Linked DNA regions of Oryctolagus cuniculus: region 1 is linked to region 2. A link is a contact called in public Hi-C data. All regions are on one chromosome and are shown on one strand. The core of a region is the stretch at or near the end of the contact, and the rest is flanking DNA. Distances in the headings are between cores, read along the strand shown. Region 1 overlaps STXBP6 (syntaxin binding protein 6). Region 2 has its middle 98 kb from the start of STXBP6.

Region 1 (5,878 bases), core at 1,144-3,643, 370 kb after region 2:
ATGTACACTGGCAGCCACTGTCTGAGGCTGCCACAAACCAAAGGGGAGAGAAGCCCTGTTGGTCAGGCGATAGGAGGATTCATTACTGCCCTGTCCTTTGGGTCGAAGGGCTGCTTTTATCTGGCCAGTGACTCAAAGTGTGGTTTCCAGAAACACCTTCTGCTGACGACTTGTGTTGACATGTCAGACCATGATCTGGCCCTGCAGGTAGGATTTTAAGGTGACCTTTCGGGGGAAAAATGAGTCTACTTCAACTGAGGAAACAAACATGAACAACCAGTGTCAAAAACCAGCCCCGCACAGCTGAGGCGGCCTCCCCATGGCTTCAGGCCTGACCGGGAATCTGATTCCAAGCGGATGTCTCCTGCCCTCCCTCACGGCAGCCCCTTCTGGCAGACTTCTCTGTTGTGTTGCTGTTCTCTATCGAGACAGGCTCTTGCCACTCTGGTACCTTGGGAGAGAACTGATCAGATCTGTGGGAAGACAGGGGCGGGGGCAGCCCCCTTGGAGCCCACAGTCTCAGACTGCTGTAGTTATTCTATGGGGAGAGAACTCAGCTTGCAGGTTTCCTGGCCCCTTCCTCCCTTCTCCCGCCTCTGTGAGATGGAGAGGCCAGAATTCCTGCTGCGGTTTGTTAACAGTAACCTGAGTGATTTAGATGAGGAGTGGACAGTGGAAATCTGGGGAAACGTTGAAAGCCTTGAGTGTGGGAAGAGAAGGCTAAAGGGAGTGGCACTGTACCCAGCTGCCTGTCTGGCGAGGGTGAGAGTGCACACAATTATCTTGCTTGTCTTCCCACACAAAATAGAGCAATCAATAGAGCACTGATAAAATTTGTTAAAACAGGAGTTCAGGTTAACGATTAAACCATGAGCTCAGTGACTGAGCAGGACTGCGAAACCACTTTTTCTAAGGTGGAGTAGACAATGCCTGGATGCCATCCACATAGGCGTCCCTCTCAGAGGGGCCTGTACAAACACCAGAGTGGATAACCTCAGCAGATGGCCCAAATTCCTGGCCCTCGTTGTCCTGTTTCCCTGACACTGTGGCCAAGTTTGCTGGGTGCTTGGGAAGGCAACATGGTATAGCAGTTAGTGTCTTGTTAGAATCTACTGTCATTCACCAAGACCATGACGTTGGGCAGTACTTAACTCCTCCAAGCCTCGGTTTCCTCATCCATACAATAGAGCTGATTAATAATAATGCCTGTGGAAAAAAATCAAGTGAGTCCAAAGCTATTAGCACACATAAATCTAAGTTGCTATTGTAAGTTCCATAAAAATAGCTACTGCCAAGAGCCTTGAGTGACTTATGGGCACTGGAGAGGAGTTACAGAATTGTTCCTGGTGACCGAGGACCCTCAACACAGGGAGGGGGCAAGAGCACAGGTGAGGGGGGAGGGGGGTGACCTCCTAAATGTTGACATCATCTCAGCACACGGCAGCCCCAGCACAGGACCCATCAAAAGAAACTGATGAGGCCACCAAAGACAAAGAGGCCCCTGGCTTTGACCAATGGGAAAGTCCATGCCTGGCAGTTACCCGCTCCCCGTAGAGAGGGGTGAGGCTGGGGACCGTTTCTACCTGCTTTGGTTCTCCCTGCCCGGCCCCCACTGTGGGTGTTGTAGGGGAGCAGGAGGGGCTGCTGGGGTCTCTTAGTGTGTGCGAGGGAGCGTGAGACAGTGTCAGAGCCAGACTTGCAGTCTTCCAAAACTGAGATGCATGCTTCCGCATCACCGGCATTGGCAGCTCTCCTGGTGAGCACACTGACCTCTTTCAATAAGTTGTAGCTGTTTCCCAAGGGCCTGGCACCACTGATTTGGACTCGCTGGTGTAGGCTGATCGTAAAGATGTCATTTCACTGGCCAACTCCCAGCTGGGCCTGCTGGCGAGGGGAGAGCCGAGACGGCCCTGGACTCCCACCCCCAGACAAACATGGTTCGGCTGACTCATAGAGAGTGGGCTGCATTTGCAAGTGAAGGCACAGTGCACATGGTAGCGCCCTGAGCAGAGAATGGCAATTCCAGGTGACAGCTCCTCCAAGCTCCCAGCTGAATAGGGGCAGCTGGAGACTGTGATCCATCTTGCTAGAGAAAGTTTACTGTCGGCTTCTGATTTTTCCAGGGCTCCTGTAATATCCCAGGTATGAGAGTGACAGAATCACTTTGGCACATTGTGCCATCAAGATAAGTGGGCGCTTATCCCCTACAAAGCAGATGGAGAATGATCCCTGGTCCCCCAGCGCTGGTTAGCCTGGCATGAGGAAGTGTGGTTCCTTCCTGAGCTGTGGGCTTGGCACAGCCCCAGCCTTTGGGAAAGCGCTACTCAACCACAGACGCAGGCCTGCCTACTTCCCCTGCCCCAGAAAGCACAACGTGGCCGTGTTTGCGGCGCGTTGCCCGGGCGCTGCCACAGGCAGTGAGTCAGCAGGCGAGAGCATTACCCACACACAGCCATCCTCAGATGACATTTCTTGCAGAAGAGAACACTGATCTGCCCTGTTTTGCACAGGCCTACGTTCGTGGGGGAAGGCAGGGTGAGTGGCATGTCTCTCCCTGGGAGGGAGTGGCTCTCTCTGTCTGTGCTGCTGTTTCCCCAGGGTCTCTAGGCCACCAGGGGACTCAGGAGCTCAGACCTCTTCAAGTATCTCCTTGGCATCAGCAGTGATCTTCTGTTAGCATTGTTAGGTGGAGGAGGTTACATACCATGGAGGGAAAGCCTTCCGTGAGATATTAAGAAAACAATGTATATGTAAAAGAAATTGTGAACTCGAATAGAAACTTAAGACCCGCATGAACCCACAAGCATTTAGAATTGGAGACTTTTATAGGCATGAGTTCAAGGTCATACAGCAAAGTTAGCAGCAGGTGTCCTACCTCATTTAATCCAATGCTCTTTTTGCTCTCCCACCCAGCCTCCCACATCCTAAAGCTCCTAATTCCCAGGGAATTAAACAGCAGTCAAATAATGCCACTTTCTGCAAAAATACCTATCATGGTCTATTCAGGCTGCCATAATGAAGTTCCAAAGACTGGATAGATTATAAACAGCAGAAATGCATTTCTCACAGTTCTGGAGGCTGGGAGGTCCAAGACCAACGTGCCAGCAGTTTCTCTGTCCAGTGAGGGCTCACTGCCAGTCTCATAGATGGCGCCTTCTCTCTGTGTCCTGGTGGAAGGGGCTAGGGGTTTCCCTGCAGCCTATTTTTAAGGACCCTGATCCTATTCCTGAGGGCTCTTCCCTCCTGATCACTTCCTAAAGGGCCCACCTCCTAATAACAACACACTGGAGTTAAAGTTTATTTTTTTTAAATATTTATTTATTTGAGAGGCAGAATTACAGACAGTGAGAGGCAGAGACAGAGAGAAAGGTCTTCCATCCACTAGTTTACTCCTCAAATGGCTAGAACTGAGCCAGTCTGAAGCCAGGATCCAGGAACTTCTTCCAGGTCTCCCAAGCGGGTGCAGGGACCCAAGCGCTTGGGCCATCTTCTCCTGCTATCCCAGGCCACAGCAGAGAGCTGGACTGGAAGAGGATCAGCCAGGACCAGCGCCCATATGGGATGCTGGCACCACAGGTGGAGGATTAACCCACTGCACCACAGCACCAGCCCCAAGTTAAAGTTCCAATGCACAAGTTTTGAAGGGACATAAACACATAGGCTATAGCAATACCTCAAATGGCAAAATGTCCGATCCAGTTGTTTTTCTGCAGATCCTGCTGATCAGGCCCAGGGGTGTCCTCAGCTCCACTCCAGAGTCACAGTAACCAGGATGTGGTTCGGGCAGCAGCACAGTCACTGGTGAAGATTAATGGCCGTGTGCACGAATGAGCCACAGCCTGTTACGTGAAAACTGACAGCACAGTGACTGTCAGGACAGCAGCACTGATCAAATATTTATGGTTGGAATTCATCATGCACAACCCTTAACAGCTCTGTATTAATTTTATGGTCTGTGTTTCTAAATAATGTAGGAGAACTCAGGCAGAGTGAGAAGTGAAGGCCATCCAGTGAAGGGGCTCGGGGTACCCAGGGTGGGACGGCTCTGCCGTTCCCCCAGTCGTGTCACCTAGGTCCCTGAGGTCAGGAGTTACTAGCCAGCTCCACCCTTGTTGACAAAACCCCACAGCCCTCAGCATGACACGCTGGGGATACACAGAACTTCACAAACACTGTGAAGGTGACAGTTGACCGCTGTTGGTGTCAGCTCCACTGGCGCCACCAGACGGGGTTACCAGGAGCTGCTTCAGCTGAGGCTTCCCAAGCAGGGGTTAACGCTGCGACAGGAGGGCTGTCGGCACATCCCCTCTCCAGCACTTGTAGAAATGTTGATGCTGGTGGTCTCACTGGTGTGCCCACCCTAGGGTTGTAACTTCTCTGTCGAACACATCAAGAAGAGGAGGAGGAGACTCAGGATGCCTCCTGGGTTTTGCTGGGGAAATGGGTTATTGGTATCTTCTAGAATGGTTGCTCTGGGTCAAAACAGTGGGGTCCACTTGACTAATTCCTGAAAGACAGAGGACCTAGTCATGATGCAGATGACAGGGCATTCTTCACAGTTCTTGCCTGCAGACAATCACTTGTTCTTTGCTCAAGGGAGTCCTGAGCTGCAGGACGCTACCCCTGGTCACTACCAGCCTCAATCGCAGAGATTAACCCACCACTGTCAGACTCTGCACACGAGAGCAATCAGGGTTCAGCTTCTGCTCCGCCTTTTGGTTCACATCAGTGTATGTGCTCCTTGGAAAAGACCTAAAGAAAGATACAGATAGGAAAAGGCAGGGACAACTTTACATTTTGTACCCGCATGTCATTCCTTAAGTGCATCCCATGGGCTCTAGCTAGACTTGGGAAACTGTTGAGTGGTACCCAGTATTGCCTTTTATAAAGACCAAACATTGATAGACCACATTCCTCAAATACCAATGAGAGAAGTAGTAAAATCAAGGTCTAGATTTGGTCCATTAGTCAGCCTGCTCTCAAAGACAACTTGAATTGTCAAGTGCTTTCCTCGGTTGACTGCCCAGGCCAGATATGAAGTAGATTATTGCAGGTTGTGTCTCTCTCTACAGACTGTTAATTTTTTAATACTGCATGAGGCATCAGAAGAAATCTTACACTTCAGGAGTGTTGCGTTGATTTTTCCATTTGTTCCTTCAGTAGAACTCTGCCCACCTGCACATATGCAACAGCAAGGTGTTGCCAGAAAGAGTTTAAAAGTCAGTGCTAGATGAACTATTGGGGGAATGTAGTGCTTTCAAGACACCACTGTGAGTAGCAATGATGATCTGGCAGAGAGGGCAGAATCAGTGCTGCTGCTCCTTTTGGGTCCGGGAGGCAGCCATACAATGAGAGTTCCTGCTAATGAGGTCTCACTTTGCTCTTCCCTTTCTTTCCTCAGCTTGCCATGAAGCACAAATGCTGAGGACCTCCCTGCCTGGTGACCCTCCTAAGAGAAACGGAAGAGATTGTTCAGCAGTTTTTACAAGAATTCTGGACCTCCACTCGCTTCTTTTTTTCCAATATATGGACATTTAGAGTTTCTTGTTTTTCCTTTTCAGACATTAATACGAAAGGAAAGGTGATGTGTTTATACATTCCCCAGTGATCTTGCTAGGAAACGCTACAGTAACATCAGCTTCATGTTGCTTTTGTTCTTCCCTGTGGAGTATGTGTGTGTGTGCATGTGTGTGTGTGCGCGAGTGTGTGTGAGTATGAGAGAGAGAGAGAGAATGTATTTTTCTTTTTTAAAAAAAAATTGTAGTTTGGATATAAACTTTGGACCACATAATAAACTGCGCTGTCTCTAAATGGCAACATGTATTTCCCCCTGATTAGAAGCAGGAGCATATTTTCATGTGGTGACATCAGATATTAT
Region 2 (5,589 bases), core at 2,457-4,956:
TGCCCATAGCCCATGTCACAGTGTCTGATTGAGCTCCAGCTCCACTCCCAGTTCCAGTTTCCTGCTTATATGTACCCCAGGAGGCAGTAGATGATGTTCAAGTCCTTTATTTAAGATTTATTTGAAAGGCAGAATGACAGAGACCAAGATCGATCTTCCCTCTTCTGGTTCACTCCCCAAATGGATACAACAGCCAGAAATAGCCCAGGCTGGAGCCAGGAACCTGGAACTCCACCTCAGTCGTAGAGGACCGAGCACTTGGGCCATCTGCTGCTGCATTCCCAAACATATAAATAGGGAGCTGCATTGAAGGGGAGCAGCTGGGTTCCAGCTGGCACTCCTATACAAAATGCCAGCATGTCAGGCATCTGTTTAACCTGCTACACCACAACACTGGCCCCTCAAGAACTTGTGTCCTTGTCACCACATGGGAAACCTAGATTGATTTACCCAGCTTAGGCAGTTGCCAGCATCTGGGGAATGAGCTAGCTTATGGGAATGATATTTCCCTCTCCCTCACTCAAATACCCAAAAATAAACACAAGCAGCAGAGAAAAAAAAAAACATTTTAGAAGATGACTTTCTAGGGGCTGGCACTGTGGCATAGTGGGTAAGATTGCCACCTGCAGTGCCAGTATCCCATATGAGTTGGAGTCCTGGCTGCTCTACTTCCTATCCAGCTCTCTGCTGTGGCCTGGGAAAGCAGTGGAACATGGCCTAAATCCTTGGGACCCTGCATCCACATGGGAGACCCAGAAGAAGCTCCTGGCTCCAGATTGGCGCAGCTCTGGCCGTTGCAGCCATTGGGGGAGTGAACCAGAAGATGGAAGACCTCTCTCTCTACTGCTGCCTCTAACTACTTTTCTTAAGTAAATCTTAAGAAAAAAGAAAAATACTTTCTAGGTACCTAAAGATCAATTTCAGGTTGAAAATCATCTACAACTTGATAGATACCTTTTTCAAATCTCATCCATAGATATGTCTTTTTATGTGCCAAGCCATTTTTGTCCAACTTTTGCCTTTTGTTATCTGTGGCTAACCATTCCATTCTCTTTAACCTCACCACTAATTACACAGATATTGAGGGGAAGAGGGAAAAAGGTATAAGAAAACTCAAATAGGAAACAATGTGAACATTCATTAAGAAGAGAACTAGTGAAAGGATTACAGAAACATGTACTTTAATTTTTCAAAGGAGCTACATTTAATAGAAGTATCATGAAAAAGTTCCTGGATATATTATTAAATTATAAAAAGAGAAGTTGGGGCCGATGTTGTGGCACAGCAGGTAAAACCACCACCTGCGATGGTGGTATCCCATGTGGTGTCAGTTTGTGTCCTGGCTGTTCTACTTCTGATCCAGCTCCCTGCTAATGTCCTGGGCAAAGGACTGGAAAATAACCCAAGTACTTGGCTCCCTGCACCAACATGGGAGATCCAGATTAGGCTCCCAAGTACGGGGTTTGGCCTGACTCAATGCTGGCCATTGTGGCTTTCTAAAGTGAACCAATGGATGGAAGATTCTCTCCCTCATCTCTAACTTTTTCAAATATTAATTTTTAAATATCTTAATTCCATTGTTCATGAATGTAAGGTTTATTTATTATGTGAAAGGTAGAGTTCAGGAGTAGGAGTCGGGGGAGAGAGAAAGTCAGTCTTCCATCCATTGGTTCACTCCCCAGATGGCCACAATGGCTGGAGCTGTGCCGATCCGAAGCCAGAAGCTTCTTCCAGGTCTTCCATGCAGTGCAGGAGCCCAAGGCCTTGGGCCATCTTCTACTGCTTTCCCAGGCCATAGCAGAGAGCTGGATCAGAAGTGGAGCAGCCGGGACTCAAACTGGCATCCATATGGGATGCCAGCACTGCAGCATCCAAATATTAGCATTAGTATTACAAATTATTAGTAAGACCAGAAGATATCAAACATATCACATATTTGTGTATACACGTGTGTCTGTGTATGTGAAGAACATTTAAAATCTACTTCAGCAATTTAAGTATGCAATACTTATTATAGCCACCATGTTCTACAAGAACTCTCCTTATCTTATTCCCCTGTCAAACTGAAGTTTTGTATCTTTTATGTGCAAAATATTTTAGTATACTACATGAAAATATAGTATTTCATACAGTGGTGTTTTTTCAATTAAAAACATACCAGAGTTTTATGATAAAGCAGGCTAATATATATCTTTAATGGCTGCATTGTTTTAGCATTCTTAATTTTATATTTTATGATTACTAATACTAATTTTAGTTAATTTAATGTTCATTCAGTCAATAGTTACTAAGAACCTACCATATTTCAGGCAAAAACTCAGTCAAGTATCATAATACAACAGTTTAAAAAAAAAAAGCACTTGTCTTCATGGAAATTTGAATCTAGGAGGGAGAGGATCATTGTACAAATAATTATGAAGACAAATAGTTTCAAAATATAATAAACTGGGGCCGGCGCTGTGATGCAGTGGGTTAACGCCCTGGCCTAAAGCGCTGGCATCCCATATGGGCACTGGTTCTAGTCCCAGCTGCTCCTCTTCCAATCCAGCTCTCTGCTATGGCCTGGGAAAGCAGAAGATGGCCCAAGTCCTTGGGCTCCTGCACCCCCGTGGGAGACCTGGAAGAAGCTCCTGGCTCCGGACTGGTGCAGCTCCAGCCGGAGCAGCCATCTGGGGAGTGAACCATCAAACGGAAGACCTCTCTCTCGCTCTGCCTCTCCTGTGTAACTCTGACTTTCAAATAAATCTTTAAAATACATATATATATAATAAACTCTGAAAACAAGATGTTATGCATACAAGTTTAACACAATGAAGTTTAGATGAAAGGATCAAATAACTCCTATTAAACTAAGCTTGTAGTTGATGACGGCTAGGCAAGGGGATCAGAGAACACGACAGAGGAGTCAGGGAGAAACACAGGAACAGAACTAAAGGAAGATTGTGACTTGAGGACACGCAGGCAGAAGCACTGGCTTTTATTCTAAGTAGAGAGAGGACTGTATGATTGTGTGGGTTTTTTGGGTCATGGACACACCCAACATGTAAACACAGATCCAGAATTTTCCCAAGTTCACAAACCACTGACAGCAAAGTGAGTTACAGGGGCAAGAATGAAAGTACACAGGTGACGACTGCAATGACGATTTCCAGGCTTGGGAAAGTTAAAGAACAAGAACGTTATCCACAAATAACAGTTGTTATGTATGATTTAGCAAAGTTGGTGGGAAGAAAAAGTGTCTTTGTAACCCTCAAATGCACACAGTAGTTTATGTCTAATTACAGGGTCTTTGTAGAATCCCTAGGTGGAAAACCACAGCTTGAATACATGTCAGCCTCCCCATAAAGGCAGGTGGGGCTGGACATTTTAGTCTGCAGGGGCCCCAGGAACCTGCTTTGCTCTTACTGCTCTTCTCGCCTTCCCTTCCCTTCCCTCCAGAAGGTGCAGAGAGCTCAGAAGCCAGAGTAAAGCTAGCCTTCAAATCAGAGAACCCATCTGCATTCTTTATGCACTATCATACTCTGGAAAGCAGACTGCCCAGGGGGGCTTTGCTGGGAGCAGAAAAACCAGCATAGTGCTGGATTCTCACTATGAATCATTTAGAATGAACTGCTGCATGCTGGCTGGTAGGTGATGAAATACCTCCCCAGATCTTTCTGGCTGACATTCCCTGTCTGGCTGTTTACTATAGCACTTCTGGGTTGCTAAAAATAGATTTGCAAGCATGCCAACTGTTATTGGGTATGCTCCCTTCAATCTTAGAAGGCAGGAGGCTGCAACAGCCAGTGCCGGGCCAGGCTGAAGCCAGGAGCTTGATCTGATCTTCCACATGAGTAGCAGAGGCCCAAACACCTGGGCCATCTTCTACTGCTCTTCCCAGGCCACCAGCACCAGCAGGGAGCTGGATCAGAAGGAAAGCAGCCAGGACTTGAAACAATGCCTATATGGGATGCCAATGTCACAGGTGGCAGTTTTACCTGTTATGCTGCGACACTGGCCCCCTGCCCCCTTTGCCTATCCAGCTTCCTGCTAACATCAATCCTGGGAGGCAGGAGATGACGGCCCAAGTGCCCAGGCCCTTGCCACCCATGTGGGAGAGCTGGATAGAGGTTCTGGCTCCTGGCTTCCATCTGGCCCAGGCATGGCTGTTGCAGGCATTTGGGAAAGTGAACCAGTACATGTCATCTGTCAGTCTCTCCCCATCTCCCTCAAATAAGATAAATAAACAGGTTTTAAAAATGGGTACAGTGCTTGCTCCCAGTGGGCACAAAGACAACACCTACTCATAAATCACAAAGTCTCCTAGGAGTTTGGGGAGATGAGGTAAACGATCCTTAAAAACAAAGCAAAATGAAAAAGGTTGTCAGAAATAAAATGGTCTAGATCTTAGGACACTTGTCATGGTTGTTAGATCATTCTCTGAGATTGCCATTCTGATGCAGAAAAACTAAACCTGGAGCTACCTTAATGTTTTCTTGGAGATTCTCTGGCTCTGGGTTTGTCTGGATGAGAGAAGATCGACAATTCCAGCCCTCCAAGAATCAACACAAATACTTCATCACCCCCACCTGGCATACCAATCAGCCCAAGTGAGTCCTAATGGAACACAAACACACAAGAGAAGTCTGGGCTCACAAGAGGTCCCACCCCTCCCTCAAACTGACATAGGCCAAACCAGGCCTGTCTCACTCTGAACTTAATTTCCCTACGCTCATTTTTAACCTGTCTGATCACCAACCGCCACACAGCTTTCCTCTCATGAGAGGCGGCCCATGCCATGACGGCCATATGAATAGTATTTCATGCCCACAATAAGAAATCACAAATCACACTCACCTTGACCTCAGCCACACACTGACCACGCCTGGAGGGACATTTAAGGAGTGTCAATTTAGGAAAATAATGACTATTAGAATGAGACAAGAGGTGAGAGAACTAAAAATTGCAACTTGAAGAATATTTAAAGTAAACTGAGGGCATTTAGCCAGGAATGCAAAGGCATGGTAGCCGTCTTCTAGAATGTGAAGGAAGGAGGTACTTGAAAGTTGTTGACCACTGTGAAGACAGCCACATGGCAGAATCAGGAGCAGTGGGTGCACCATACATGAAGCAGCCATCTCAGTTCCCTCTGCCTCTTATACCCCTACGTGGTGTAAGTCCTGCTGTAATTCTGAGTTACCCTCCCCTCCCCTTCAGAGGATGCTGAGGAAGCCAGAATCTTGGCGGATCCAGCAAATTCTGACCCAAGCTCTGGAGCCACAGCTCCCATCGCAGTGAAGCTGATCAAGGCTTTGCTGCAGCCCAGCCCTCACCCCTAGAGAGGCTAGCAACAACTGGAGGGTAAGGAAGCGAGGTGCCCACACTGGCGGCAGCAGTAGCCAATGCTCTGTAACTACTAAAGCAGCAAGAAGCAGGCAGACAAGGCTGACATGCCAGTCCGTAGGCCACATCAGCACAGAAAACTTCATCTACTAAGACCTAACATCTGAAACCATCCAACAGTGAGATAGTCCAATGCCTCTCAAACGCACCCAGGAAGCTTGCCTACTGAAGCCTCCGACCCTGCAGGGCCAGGGAGGGGCCCAGATT

The links. Hi-C and Micro-C count contacts between places; a contact is called where the count stands out from the background.
Region 1: a Hi-C map of liver shows a contact between it and region 2, with 3 times the contacts expected there. The contact joins two enhancer-like sites. A contact is called at or near these places in 4 of 6 Hi-C or Micro-C datasets (ear pinna, embryonic fibroblasts, liver and 1 more).

The regions. Positions count from the first base shown.
Region 1 is chr12:50,503,083-50,508,960 of mOryCun1.1, forward strand. STXBP6 (syntaxin binding protein 6) reads left to right here. Exons shown (of 6, transcript XM_002718111.5): 6 at 5,402-5,878. The coding sequence ends at 5,425. Among named protein-coding and RNA genes, the nearest start is that of SDR39U1, 260 kb to the right of the region's middle. Within about 2 kb of position 2,394, at least 2 of the 8 cell types and tissues checked have an H3K27ac peak or open chromatin away from gene starts, as enhancers often do.
Region 2 is chr12:50,128,580-50,134,168 of mOryCun1.1, forward strand. No RefSeq gene overlaps it. Among named protein-coding and RNA genes, the nearest start is that of STXBP6, 98 kb to the right of the region's middle. Within about 2 kb of position 3,707, at least 1 of the 8 cell types and tissues checked has an H3K27ac peak or open chromatin away from gene starts, as enhancers often do.